Linked DNA regions of Mus musculus: regions 1 and 2 are each linked to region 3. Evidence: chromatin contacts called from public ChIA-PET data. All regions are on one chromosome and are shown on one strand. The core of a region is the stretch at or near the end of the contact, and the rest is flanking DNA. Distances in the headings are between cores, read along the strand shown. Region 1 overlaps Runx1 (runt related transcription factor 1). Region 2 holds the start of Runx1 (runt related transcription factor 1). Region 3 has its middle 21 kb from the start of Gm30695.

Region 1 (3,946 bases), core at 558-3,057, 770 kb after region 3:
CGGGTGAGTCACCTTTTAACAGACAGCTTTCCTCTTGGTCACTCGTCATCAAAGTGGAGATCATCAGTTAAGCATGAAATTGAACATTTGTTTGGACGTAGTCGCGTCTACAAGTCCTAAGTGTCTCCCTGCGGGAGGCTCCCATTCCGGCCTACCCAGCTCAGTCACTTGCAGACAGCTCTGCAATGTTCCCGCCAGCTGTCGGCTCCTTGCTATGGAGACTCGCTCTCACCCAGATGAAGCCAAGTGCTGGCATCCCACACAGTCATAACTGCATCTCCACTCTCAGGGCCCCTTTGCCATTGATGATTAAGATGGATTAAGATCCCCTGATGACTTTCTCAGATGGGGAAGTGATTTCACATGGATTGTGATCCAGAGAGCCAAGCCTTGGATGTGAGGATCTGGAGACAGCCCAGAGGAACAAACTTGCTTCTCAGATGGAGGAAGCAAAAGAAATCAGCACTGCTTCTTCACGTGTGTGGTGACAATTCACCGTCCAGCACGGCTGTGCTCCCCAGGGCACTACAAAATTCCCCTCGTATTCGCTTGCTTTATTGCAAAAGGGCAAGGTGCAGATATATTTATCTCCTCCGTGTGCATTTAGTAAGTTGTTATCTTGAGGATTGTCTATGTGCTTATTATGTGTTCTGTCCTGGTAATGTGGCAGTGACCAAAGATGGCGATCCTCAATGGTGAGAAATACATCAAGTGAGCCAGCCTCACCTACTCAGTAAGGTCCAGGCCGTGAGAGACCCTGTCTAGGAAAAAGAAAAACAACCACAACAGAGCACTATCAAACACTATCTGAGGTATGTTTCCCCACCTCCTACCTCCACACACATCTGCACATATATGTGTGCACACATATACATACACACACACACACACACACACACACACTCATGGAGAGAGTGAGAGAGAGAAAGAGAGATTCCATTGGGATTTCAGTAAGTACTACATTCAATCTGTAGATTGCTTGATTGTCCTCTCAATGGCATGGATCACAGTCTCTCAAAAGCATGGATCACAGTCTCTCAATGTCATGGAGCACAGTCTCTCGATGGCATGGAGCACAGTCTCTCAATGTCATGGAGCACAGTCTCTCAAAGTCATGGAGCACAGTCTCTCAATGGCATGGAGCACAGTCTCTCAATGGCATGGAGCACAGTCTCTCAAAGTCATGGAGCACAGTCTCTCAATGGCATGGAGCACAGTCTCTCAATGGCATGGAGGACAGTCTCTCAATGGCATGGAGCACAGTCTCTCAGTGGTTTTGTCTTTCCATTCATTTAGGTCTTTAATTTCCAGGCTGTGCTTTGTAATCTTCAGTCCTGGCAACTTTTGCTCTGTAGTTATTTTCCTAAGGACTTGGCTTTCTACATTTCTAGCTCCTCTTAGGTGTCTCCACCCAGGAAATCTCTTGCTTTCGTTTGAGTGACAGTTATGGAGCCCTCTGCCTACGAGGGAGTCAGCACACCCTAAATCAGCAGCCTCCCTGCAAGCCTCTCCTGCCCCAGCAGCATGGCGCTGTCCTTGTTCAGAGCCACTGAAGTCTTCTGGAAATTTCCACTTCACTTCAGCCTGGTGGTTCCTCTTTCTGTGGAATGGTATCAGTGACCAGTTACTAAGAAAGTTCAGGGGACAGAAAGAGTAGGGCTTCAGATGGAGGAAGAACAGGAGGGAAGGGAGGGAAGGGAGGGAAGGGAGGGGAGGGAGAGGAGGGAGGGGAGGGAGGTGGGCAACCCTCGAGCTCAGTCTTGATTTCATGTGCTTCCTCTGGGGCGAAGGAAAGAAACCATGTGTGGTCACAAAACCCTGTACCGAAACAGAGTCCCTCCTCTTTCATCTGTCACCACATGCTAAACACTGCAGTGTGTGTGTGTGTGTGTGTGTGTGTGTGTGTGTGTGTGTGTGTGTGTGTGTGAGAGAGAGAGAGAGAGAGAGAGAGAGAGAGAGAGAGAGAGAGATTGAGGAGATCAGAACATATGTGTTCCTTTTAACTCCTACCAGATCTTGAGATCAGTCAGTCAGAGAGAGCATTCTGGAAGGAACCGTCGAGGAGGGCACTTGGTGAATAACAGCTGAGACTCAGGAAGCACAGGTCTCCAGGGTCAAACCCCCCAACCCATTCCCACTCAGATGTGGGTGCTCCCCAACCTCACTGTATCTCGGTTTTGTTGACCATAAAACAGATAGTAACACTTGCGAGACAGACACTAAGTGGAAAGCATTATGTGATCTTTGGAGAAAAGGCAGACTGTTAACATATGCTAACAATGTGTTATTCTGGGCCAGGCCCGGAGCCACAGCCACCAGAGTAGCTTGGGAAACATCTGCCAGGAACACACAGAGCACTCCAGCCTCCAAAACCATCTCTGGGTCCAACTGGCAGGAGATAAAGGCCCTCTCTGCCCAGCTGTGCCCTGTTCGCCCTCAGGCCTGAATTCTGGGACCCCTATGCTGACCTGTAACTTACCCACTTACCATGCACCCCTCTGCTTAGTGAAAGAGAGCTTTGGAGGCTGGCCTCTTTGAGGCAAGGGGTTCTATTCTGGGACATCCACTTAGGGGCAGTGCTTATGGTGGATAGGCCAGGGTGGGACAGGGACATCCACTCTGGGGCTGTGCTTACCGTGTATGTGTTGGGGTGAGGCAGTTTGTGGTTTGTTTAGGACAGAAGACAACCAGAGCTGACTAAGTGGATGAGGCTCTCTGGCTCTCCCTCACTCTCCAAATTTGAGGCATCTGGTGCTCAAAGCCTAAAAAAGATCTCCCAAAAGGAGGAAGATGAGTGTGGCAGGGGAAAGGTGGGAGGGAGCCAAGATCCACAGGGACAGCTCCTCTTATCTCCGACTGTCCTGTCATGCTCTCTAGACATGGCGGCTTTCTGAGGAGGCCCACAAGGGCTTTCTTAGGGAAATAAGGTTGATCTCTGTGGTCCCCACTTGAGTCAAATTGGCTTCTCTTCATCCTTTCTCAAACTTTCTGGTGTCCGTAAATTCTTTGAAGAGGAAGGAAATTAGGGAAGCCAAGATATTCACAGAAAAAAAGTTCAGCCCTTTCCTGATGGGCCCAGCCGAGATGTGATAGCTATCCTCAAAGCATAAATCCTGAAGGGTAGACATTTAGATACAGTAGCTAGGGAAACACGTGCATCGTGAGAGAGAGAGGGAGAAAGTGAGACACTGCACAGGGTCCCAGGTGACCACTCCCTCAGCCCACACATGGGGTGGGGCTGGCCCTGACTTTGCTACCCCAGCTTGCAAAAACCCCCACACCAGATGTACCCCAAATGCAGAGAGGACTCTGTAAAGGACCCTGAGCAGGAGGAATGGGGGGAGGGGGGGAGAGGAGCGTGTGGGATGTGTCTGATTATGGAAGCCATCTTAGACCATCTGCAGGAAAGAGACATGTCTGTCAACTTCGGGATTACACAGGGCCCCGCAGCACAAAGCAATGGATTTGAATATCAGCATGGAGAATTGTTAGGAAGGACCCGAGGCCACAGATCTATGCAGTCTGGAAGACACTCAGGCCTGTGGAGTAAGCCTTTCTCTTTGAAGGTTAGAATGTAAGTAAGAGTTTATCCTCTGGAGAAGGTCCACACAGTCCTTGCCAGAGCCCAGGCTACCTCACCCCTAATTTTAGCAATCCCCTTGCCCCAGTTATCTGTGGTCCTCACACCATTTCTTCTGCTTCCTTTGATGTTAGCTGACTCTAAGAACCCAAGGCCAGACACACTGCAGGAAGAGGCCCACTCAAAGCCTTCACTCCCCCATCTCACGGAGGCGAGAAGACGACATTTTTGAGATTGTGAAGGGAAGAACTGACTCCCAGCTTAAATTTAAATATGGCCTCTCAGGCTGAGGTGGATGACCTTGGTGCCAGTGCGCGTCTATCATCGGCCATTTGGCTCTTCCTTGCAAGATTTTGTTCACATTTA
Region 2 (4,090 bases), core at 284-2,783, 730 kb after region 3:
TGTTTTTCAAGTGTGAGCCAAGTGTGGGTATTGGCTGCTAACTGCTCAGAGAGGCTGGGAGAAAGAAATGCCTAGGTTTCTAATTCCTGCCTAGGTTAAAATAGGATTAAGTAAAAATGGAGTCTGGTCCTTTGGAAAGACCTGTATCATTAATACCCTGGGTCTCTACTGTGTGTGCAAAATTATCTCCATGAAAACCAAATGAGAGTTCCCTCTGGGGCTCAGACTTAGAGAAGTACCTTGCATGCCTGGAATTTGGGACCCAGGGCTGGCACTTGGAGCTACGCTGCTCAAGGCCCAGCCTCTCATCGGGCATCACCTCGAAATGGAGGGAAACTGAACAGAGGAAAAGGAAGACCCAAGTAAGGAAAGGAAGGCCAGGCCCTGCCTGGGGATCCCAGGAAGACTAAGGCTTCACTTCTCAGCAAGTAAAACAGATAGAACGAAGAGGTCAATAGGTGGAGGTGAACAGAAGAGCTCACACCCACAGAATCATCTTGTCTTTATTGTCTGTCCCCTGACCATGTGACTTCTGGAGGCTGAAGGGCTGTGTAATATCCCCCTCCGGGGGCTGGCCAGGAGGAGGCAGGATCTTGGGTAGTCACAAGTTACTCTTCATGGATTCAAAGAGTAATTATCCCTAGCAGGGTGACTTGGCCCATTTCTTTGAGTGGAGCTCGGAAAGGCTACCAGTAGGCTTTATTGGTACAAACAATGAACAGATAGCTGCCCACAGGCCACAGCTCTGCTGAGTGAGGAAATTCTCCTCCTTTGCTCTCCACAAAACTTCCTAATGCAAGCGAGCGTGGGAACTGGTGCCAGTGTGAAGAGAACGCCACTGTTTCCTCTACTTACCAAGAGATGTCCATGCTAAGCCTATCCGCCAAGGGGAAAGCCAAGGACAACATCATTTGGGTTTTGATCAAAGTGGTCTTTTCATCCCACAATTAAAACGTGTCATACTGTTCCCAAGCTTTGAGATGTCAGTAGGTTGCCAGCCTAGCCCTCCCAGGATCAGCCACTCACGGAAAAGGGCTCTTGGTCTTCTTTTCTAACTTTTCTGTCTCACTTGCTTTCACCAAGAACCCAGCTCTCCCGAGCTGGTGCCCAGCATTTAAGTGATGAGAGCCGCATCCGGGCTCAGCAGCAAGTTGGTGCCAACGTTGAATTGCTGTTGAATAAACAGCAAGGCAATCTTTATCTAAATAATCAGTTGTTCCTCAAACCACAAATAACAACAGGATCTGAAAGCCACCAAATCCGCACAGGACAGAGAGAGCAAGAAAAGACTGAGGCAGGGGATTTCTGTTTGCTTGTTTGTTGTGCTTTTTTTTCTCTTACAGCCCCTCTCTGCTAAGCTCTGCTCAACTGTTTCCTTACACAGCCTGGGGGAGGGCAGGTGGAGGGCAGGAAGGGCATAGCTCAGAAAGTTTAAAAAAAAAAAATTGACATCACTTAAGTCACGTGATTGGCAAGAGCCAATGGCGGTGGGCTGTGGAAAGGGGAACAGTTAAATTTGTAATTTGGGTTGTGTGAAAACTTCTTTGGACCTCATAAACAACCACAGAACCACAAGTTGGGTAGCCTGGCAGTGTCAGAAGTGTAAGCCCAGCACAGTGGTCAGCAGGCAGGACGAATCACACTGAATGCAAACCACAGGCTTTCGCAGAGCGGTGAGCAGTTCAACCCACAGCATAGGCGGTGCTTTCGTCTTTTTTTTTTCCTTTTTTTAATCTTTAACAATTTGAATATTTGTTTCTGCAATAATTCTTTCCCCCACCCCCACCCCATAGGACCCATGGAGTACCAGAAGTGTTAGGGTTGGGGGTAGAAAGAGACGTGGGGAGCCATGGTGGGAGGTGAGGTCAGAGTAAGTGACATTTCTTGGTTTTTGCTCTGAAGGTGAAAGAAATTATAGAATCCCCCGCCTTCAGGAGAGGTGCGTTTTCGAAAGGAAACGATGGCTTCAGACAGCATTTTTGAGTCATTTCCTTCATATCCACAGTGCTTCATGAGAGGTGAGTACGCTGGTCTTTTTTATATCTGATTTTGCTCAGCTTTGCGCAGACTAAGATGGCAGCCCGTGGACCCTCCGGTGCCTGCCTGAAGTCCCTGCCTGCTTGTGGGGGGAGGAATTCAAACAGAGGCTGTTGACTCTGAGACCACGAGATTATTATTTGTCAGACGCCGTGCTGCGGGGATGTTTTAATAAATGCTTAGGCTGTTGAAATATTTGGTCGCTGGGTGAAAGTTGTGTCAAGTGCTCTGAGCCGCTCTCAGTTAAAGTCCCAGAGATTAGAAGGCTGGCGCGGAGGACACTCTTTGGGTTTTATCTGGCTGTGCCTTGCTCTGAATGATTCGCTTGCACTTACTCTGATGGCAGCAAGCTGTCTGGCCCTGGTTCTGAGTTTGGCTTGCCCCTGGGTTTAGCAGGCTCAGTACTTAGCTGGCCGGAAGAGCCGGTGCCAGCAGAGTGGTCTCCGAGAGGCAGCTCACAGGTATACCTTGGATCAGTGCGGAGATTTCAGGGCCAAAGTGGCAAGTCCACAGAGGGCAGGATTTGGGCAGACTCGTTCTGGGAAAAGCCATCAGAAGATGCTGTGTTGTGCTGTGGTTTTTCTTTCAGCCTCAATTGAAAGAGGCAGCCGGCATTGCTCAAGACAGAAAGCCAGCAAGTTGTGGTACACAGTCTCTCTCAGAAAGAACTATGAAGCCATTTCCTAAGTCCACGCACTGTCACAGCAGAAATTACTAGATTACAGACTTATGGGTTGGCACCACGTAGGTCCCTGAACCTTCCTGCATTTTTTACAGCGGCCTTATGGAACTTACAATGCTGGAGTTCAGCCATAGTGCCCATGTGGGCTTGGTGGGTCTTTCAGGATGAGGACTGAGCTTAAGTAAAGAAAAACAGTGGCATAAAGAGCTCACAAAGACGTGGCCGTGTATCAGGACGTGTAGCTTGTGGTATGATGCTCTGGCAGAGCTAAAATGGAGTGGGATGGGATGGGGAAGAAATCATTTGTTTTCTGGATACAAATTATGTGCACACCCAGCCAGTATCTGTGAATCATTATTTATTCATACAGCCAAATGAGTAGGGGAATTCGAGGGCTTGCTGGCGACTTTGTCACAACAAAGGCTATTGAGGTTGTGATGGTTCATCTATGCTGAAACGTGAAAACTGGAGGAAGGTGTGTGTGTGTGTGTGTGTGTGTATGTATATATGTGGTGTGTGTATGTATGTGTGTGTGGTATATATGTGTGTGTGTGTGTGGTATGTATGTGTGTGTGTGGTATGTGTGTATGTGTGTGTGTGTGTATGTGTGTGCATGGAGTGGTATGTATATGTGTGGTGTGTGTGTGTGTATGTGTGGGATGTGGTATGTGTCTATGTGTATGTGGTATATGTGTGTGTGTGGTGTGTGTGTATGCCTATGTGTGTGTGGTACATGTGTGGGGGATGTGTGTATGTGTGTGTGGTGTGGTGTGTATATGTGTGTGTGTGGTATGGTATGTATATATGTGTGTGTGGTGTGTGTGTGTGTGTGAATGAGATGTGGTATGTGTCTATGTGTATGTGGTATATATGTGGTGTGTGTGTGTGTGTGTGTGTGTGTGTGGTGGCACATGTGTTTGTAGGTTTGGGGGGGGTGCATCAGGATTTAAAGAGAAGAGGAAAAAAAGTAAGTCATTAACCAATTTCAAGCTTTAAATTAAGGGCTTCCAAGCACTCCCTTGCTGGTGACAGAGAAATCTGAGTGAGGTCTGAGTGAGGTTGACTCATGGGGACAGGTCTGAGTCATGTATCATCCAGTGTCCTGCAGAGAGTTAGGCAGAGACAGCAGCCCCAGGGGCCCCTGGTGAGAAGCCACCAGCTGCTCACTGGCTGTGTTTCCTCCCGGCAGCCAACAAGCTAAGGAAGCCATCTTTGAATGAAAATTCCTGGCTTACTCTCCTCTCAATGCATGCTCCGAACGCTTGCAGTTTCCTATTAGGTGACCTCAGGAAGACAGAAGCAGAGAACTCTGAATATTCCCCTGGGCAGTAGGCTGGCTGCAGCCTGTGCTGCCCTCCTGGCAATTCCTGT
Region 3 (4,571 bases), core at 657-3,156:
ACTGATATTGCATGAATGTACCACCACTTGTGGCTTTTCTTAGCTCAGCAGTTTCTCAATCCCTGGGGAGTATTGGTGCCAAGACACACCAATGGTTACCAAAATCTGTTGACTTTCCAGACTCTTATATAAGGCAACATAATTTTTGCATATAAGCTACCTTTTGTATACCTTTTCAGGACTCAATTCAATGTCAATTGGATGCAAACAGTTGTTACATTGTATCATTGTGCTGTTTAGTTTTTAAATGTCAACTGGACACAACTTAGAATCTGGGGAGAGAGTCTTACTGAAGAATGATTTAGGTCAGGCTGGCCTATGGGCATATCAGGGGGGCACTGTCTTTGTTAACTGATGTAGGAAGATACAGCCCGTTGTGGGTGGCACCATTCTCTAAGCAGAGGGTCCTAGACAGTTCCAGAGAGGGAGATCAAGCAAGCAGGTAAGCCTTTGTGCATTTATTTTTCTCCTCTCTTGACTTTGGATGTGATGTGAGTATCTGAGTCCCGCCTCATTTCCCTTCCGATATAGACTGTAATATGGAATTGTAAGCCAATTAACCCCATGCTCTCTTAGGTTGCTTTTCCTCAGGATATTTTATCATAGCGACAGAAATGAAACTAGAATACATGTTTTGTAAATAATACAAAAAAAAAATAACCGGTCAGTATATACTCTAGATCCAAGTTATGGAAATGTTTTCAGTTCTCAGTCAATCTGACTTGTGGATATAATTCCACAAATGGGAAGCCACAACCATGTATCCACTAGTTATCTACAGGTAGCTTAGGGACACAGAATAATGAACACGTGTAAATGCAGCATGATATATATCATATAATATATTATATAATAAGAGTTATTGGCTTGGCTTACATAACCTCAAAATGGACATCCCTGCATCACAAAGGCCCAGAGCTCTTTAGCCATCCAGTTAAATAAATAGGCCACTGCAGTAGTTCTAGTCCAGTCGGGGCCAAAAAACTGGCTGATCCTTTCCTGTCCACATTGGAAATCCGATAATGTTGTAGCCTGACCTTAGTGGATAAGGGCAGCAGCCATGCACATGCTCAGAGGGGGCATGCAGCTGCCTGCTGGCTCCCTCCTGCCGTTCCCTTCCCCTCTGGGTCTCAGTCCACAGGATAGCACTGCTCACATTGAGGCAGGTCTCTCCCTCCCTCCCCACGGTTCCTCAGGCCAGCTTCCTGTGGAAGGGAACACTCCTACTTAGAAGCTTCACTGCTCTTAGACACGTCTAAATCCAGACAAGCCGACCACCAAGACCACACATTTCGTAGCCCAAGGCCAAGGCTAGGAACAAACACCCGGGAGTCATCCATCCTGGCTTACAAGAGGAGCTGTCTGTGATGACAGAGCATTTTTAGAACTTCTGTTTCCAATATGGCACCCACAGGCCACATGCCATGAGGCAGCACCCAGAATGTACGCCTTGCCTGACCAAACAGCTGAAACAGTTTAAGCTTTGAACCCTTTTGATGACTTAAAATTTAAGTATAAGTTGGTACACATGGCTGCTGACTACTGAATCTGACAGCCAGAAGCAGACTATAAATACACCACAATTTTTGATGCTGGCATTGTTAAGATGCCATTTGTGATCTGTGGTGGGTTTTACGGTGGCTTGAGTTACTGCTCACTTATCCCTAATTCTGACATTTCCCACATCATAAAGGCCAGTGGTTGACAGGTTGGCGGTCTCTCTTTTAATCGAATTCCTCCTTGTCCTTTTGGTTGGGAAACTTCTCCAGTGTTGACTTCTGGTAGCTGGGGCTCTGTGGTTGAGGTGGCTGGGCTGTGGCTTTCTCTTCTGCTGCTCACAGGCTGGTGCGGAGGGAGGGCAGGCAGGCAAATGAGCCCTGCTTCTCTTTCAGCTTGTGTGAGGACCAAACCACAGCCACATTGGGAGGGCGTAGCCCAGCAGAGCAGCACCAGCTCCAGGGAGACCTCACCCTGGCTTACCACAAAACCCTTGGTGCTGACAGGCTTTTCTTTGTGAATCTTAATGACACTTCCCCGGTCTTGGATGCTGTGGAACGATGTCTGGGAGAGGGGAGCAGTGTGCGTGCGTGCTGCTTGTCAGTATTTCTGTAGTTGCTATACTGAGTGTGTGTGGTGTGTATGCACGGGTACGTGTGTGTGTGTGTGTGTGTGTGTGTGTGTGTGTGTGTGTGTGTGTACAAGTACTTGTAGAGGCTAGAGATCAAGTTTGGGTAATGTTTGTCAGGTATTGTACATCTTAGTCTTATGACTGTCTCTCGTAGGCCCAGAACTCACTTCATTGGCTAATCCAGCTGTCTGGCGAGTCCCAGGGTTCCTGCTGTCTTGGCTTCCCCAGTTCTGGGATTACAGGTGTACACCATCACTTCTGGATTTTTATCTGGGTTGTGAGAATTGAACTTAGGTCTTCGTACTGATGTGGCAAGCACTTTACTGGCTGAGACATCTCCTCAGCCCAGTTGCTCGACTTTACTGGGGTAGGTTGATAACAATCTTTCCTACAGGAGGTAAGTCAACAGCCTCAAGCACCATGTAGGTAAGGTTTGTGGTACGTGGCCTTCAGTCTATGGCCTCAAGTCCACTCAACTAGAAGACAGTGGAGTTGCAGTTGCCCACACGGGTGCAGAAATGCAGGCCTGCCACAGAAGAAGCCATGTTTGGTTGAGGTAGTGGAGGCATGATCTACAGAGTCGTCACAGATTGACTTTCTCCATGAGAAGCCGGCTTTGACTGGTCTGCAGATTTCCTTCCTCAGAGGCTAGGAAGCATGCAGGTCTGTGAAGGCTGGTCTGTTTTGTTTCATGCCCCTGGTGTGTGTGGTCTGTGACCACTCACAAGCTTGGTGAAGCTGGTCCACGTGTGTATGTCCTGGGCCTAAGGACTTCTCTTCTCTGACTTGGGGCTAATTTCCTCCTGTGCTTACTTCATGTACTCAGGCCAGGGGATCAAGGTGAACCCGTTCCTCTGTAGTCGTCCTCCCTGCTGTGGTCCTCCCATATGGTCAGTGCCTAGAGAAGGTAGTGACTCCAGAGACCCCTGGAGTCAGAGGAAGCTGAATCAGAGCATCTTCTGCCTGAAGGTGTTCTCCTCATTCTTCACTTTGAGGGGAACCAGTAGGCAATGTCCCCCGGAGTCACCAATACCAGATTTTCCTAGGGTCTCCCTGCCTTGAGCTTGTCCCTGCCTTGAGCTTGTCCTGGCTGAGTTATGGCACAGCCAGGCATCTAATAGGATGGAAGGACTCCTGTTCTTTCCCTTCATCTTTCTGTTCTTGTTCCTCACTCTCTACTCCTTCAGCTATGGCTTCCTCCACTCTGCAGGCATCCTGTAGACAAACTTCCTTCCCTTCATATTCACTCTGTCCTCCTTATTACTCAAGAACTTGTGATCTGAGGAGGATGCGTAAATATGTTTTAAATGGATTCCTCCTTTTGAACACAAAGTGAACATGATGTAGTAAAACTGGGATCCCGTCCCTAAAAGCGGGACTTAGAGCAAGCGATACATTTTACGGTGCAGGATAAGTTTTGAGTCACTCCCTCCCTATTTCCCATGTCAGGGAAGAACAGACTCTGTGTTCAGAAGGCTTAGCGCTTCCCTTGCTTGCATGGCAGAGTCAGGACGCATTTTATTTTCAAGAGCATATAGAGGCAGGGAACAGGAATGGGGTGATGGTATCCCTTAGGTCCTGCCCGGAGACTGGGGAGTGGCTGTGAGTTCTTGTATGAGGCATGGGAGCTGCTCTGTAGAGGAATCCTCAGACATGGTAGGAACTTGTCTGGCAGAGCCTCATGGGATGTGTGTGAGCTGGCGTGTTAGCATAGAAGCTGGAGTGTGTGAGTAGAAGTGTTTAGGAGCTGGGGTACTGTGAGAGTTGGGGTATCAGGCACAGGTGAAGTTGTATGTGAGCATGTTGAGGGGTGAGAGTTGGGTGGTGTGAACATCGGAGGTTGGAGAGCTGTGGGGTCCACACGAATTGGGGTGTATGTTATGAGTGTTAGGGTGTATGTGAGTTTTGGTGTGTGCTGTGTGTGAGTGCTTGGGTATTTTGATGGGGTCTGAGTGTTGCGGGTGTGTGCGAGGTGTACTCTTTGATGGATTGTAATTTCAGTTTTACAAAACAGAAAGAGCCCTGGATATGTAGTTGTGCTAATGGTTGTACGATGGTGGGATGTACTCAACACTACTGAAGGGCACACTGAAAATGGTTAGATAGCTTGTCACAAAGATCCACTTAAATATTTTTATTATTTTTAAATAGTTGTAGGTGTGTGTCTGCTTGTGAGTGCCTATGACCGCAGGTGCCTGTGGCCAGAGGCCTCAGATCCATGGGAGCTGGAGCTGTAGGTAGGTTGTGAGCCACCGGAGCTGGGTGCTGGGAAGGCAGCAAGTGCTCCGAAATGTAGAGCCGCCTTCCCAGTCTCAAGGTACACATTTGTCATCTCGCCTCTCAAAAGGCTGAAGCAGGAGGACCGGGAGTTCAAGGCTGACCTAGGCTAGGTAAGCCAGACCTTAGACTCTTAACACAAGAGCAAGAGAAACAGGTTAGGATG

What was found. ChIA-PET counts read pairs in DNA pulled down with a chosen protein or histone mark.
Region 1: a contact with region 3 is called in an RNA polymerase II ChIA-PET map of memory CD8 T cells, with 44 read pairs. The contact joins two enhancer-like sites. A contact is called at or near these places in 3 of 484 Hi-C or Micro-C datasets (the C2C12 cell line, bone marrow-derived macrophages and myocytes), 4 of 115 datasets of contacts at active chromatin or transcription factors (differentiating embryonic stem cells, fibro-adipogenic progenitors, memory CD8 T cells and 1 more) and 1 of 9 other capture datasets (embryonic stem cells).
Region 2: a contact with region 3 is called in an RNA polymerase II ChIA-PET map of memory CD8 T cells, with 52 read pairs. The contact joins the promoter of Runx1 here to the enhancer-like site in region 3. A contact is called at or near these places in 8 of 39 promoter capture datasets (cranial neural crest, embryonic stem cells, hippocampal neurons and 2 more), 7 of 484 Hi-C or Micro-C datasets (the C2C12 cell line, embryonic fibroblasts, muscle stem cells and 2 more), 5 of 115 datasets of contacts at active chromatin or transcription factors (T-cell acute lymphoblastic leukemia, bone marrow-derived macrophages, differentiating embryonic stem cells and 2 more) and 1 of 9 other capture datasets (embryonic stem cells).

The regions. Positions count from the first base shown.
Region 1 is chr16:92,784,837-92,788,782 of GRCm38.p6, reverse strand. The region is part of intron 2 of Runx1 (runt related transcription factor 1); the gene reads left to right. Among named protein-coding and RNA genes, the nearest start is that of Gm30281, 25 kb to the right of the region's middle. Within about 2 kb of position 1,807, at least 78 of the 459 cell types and tissues checked have an H3K27ac peak or open chromatin away from gene starts, as enhancers often do. A contact at or near this core is called in memory CD8 T cells, where this site is marked.
Region 2 is chr16:92,823,517-92,827,606 of GRCm38.p6, reverse strand. Runx1 (runt related transcription factor 1) reads left to right here and starts at 1,533. Exons shown (of 8, transcript NM_001111021.2): 1 at 1,533-1,673; 2 at 1,903-2,018. The coding sequence starts at 1,961.
Region 3 is chr16:93,550,221-93,554,791 of GRCm38.p6, reverse strand. No RefSeq gene overlaps it. Among named protein-coding and RNA genes, the nearest start is that of Gm30695, 21 kb to the right of the region's middle. Within about 2 kb of position 1,906, at least 49 of the 459 cell types and tissues checked have an H3K27ac peak or open chromatin away from gene starts, as enhancers often do. A contact at or near this core is called in T-cell acute lymphoblastic leukemia, memory CD8 T cells and myocytes, where this site is marked.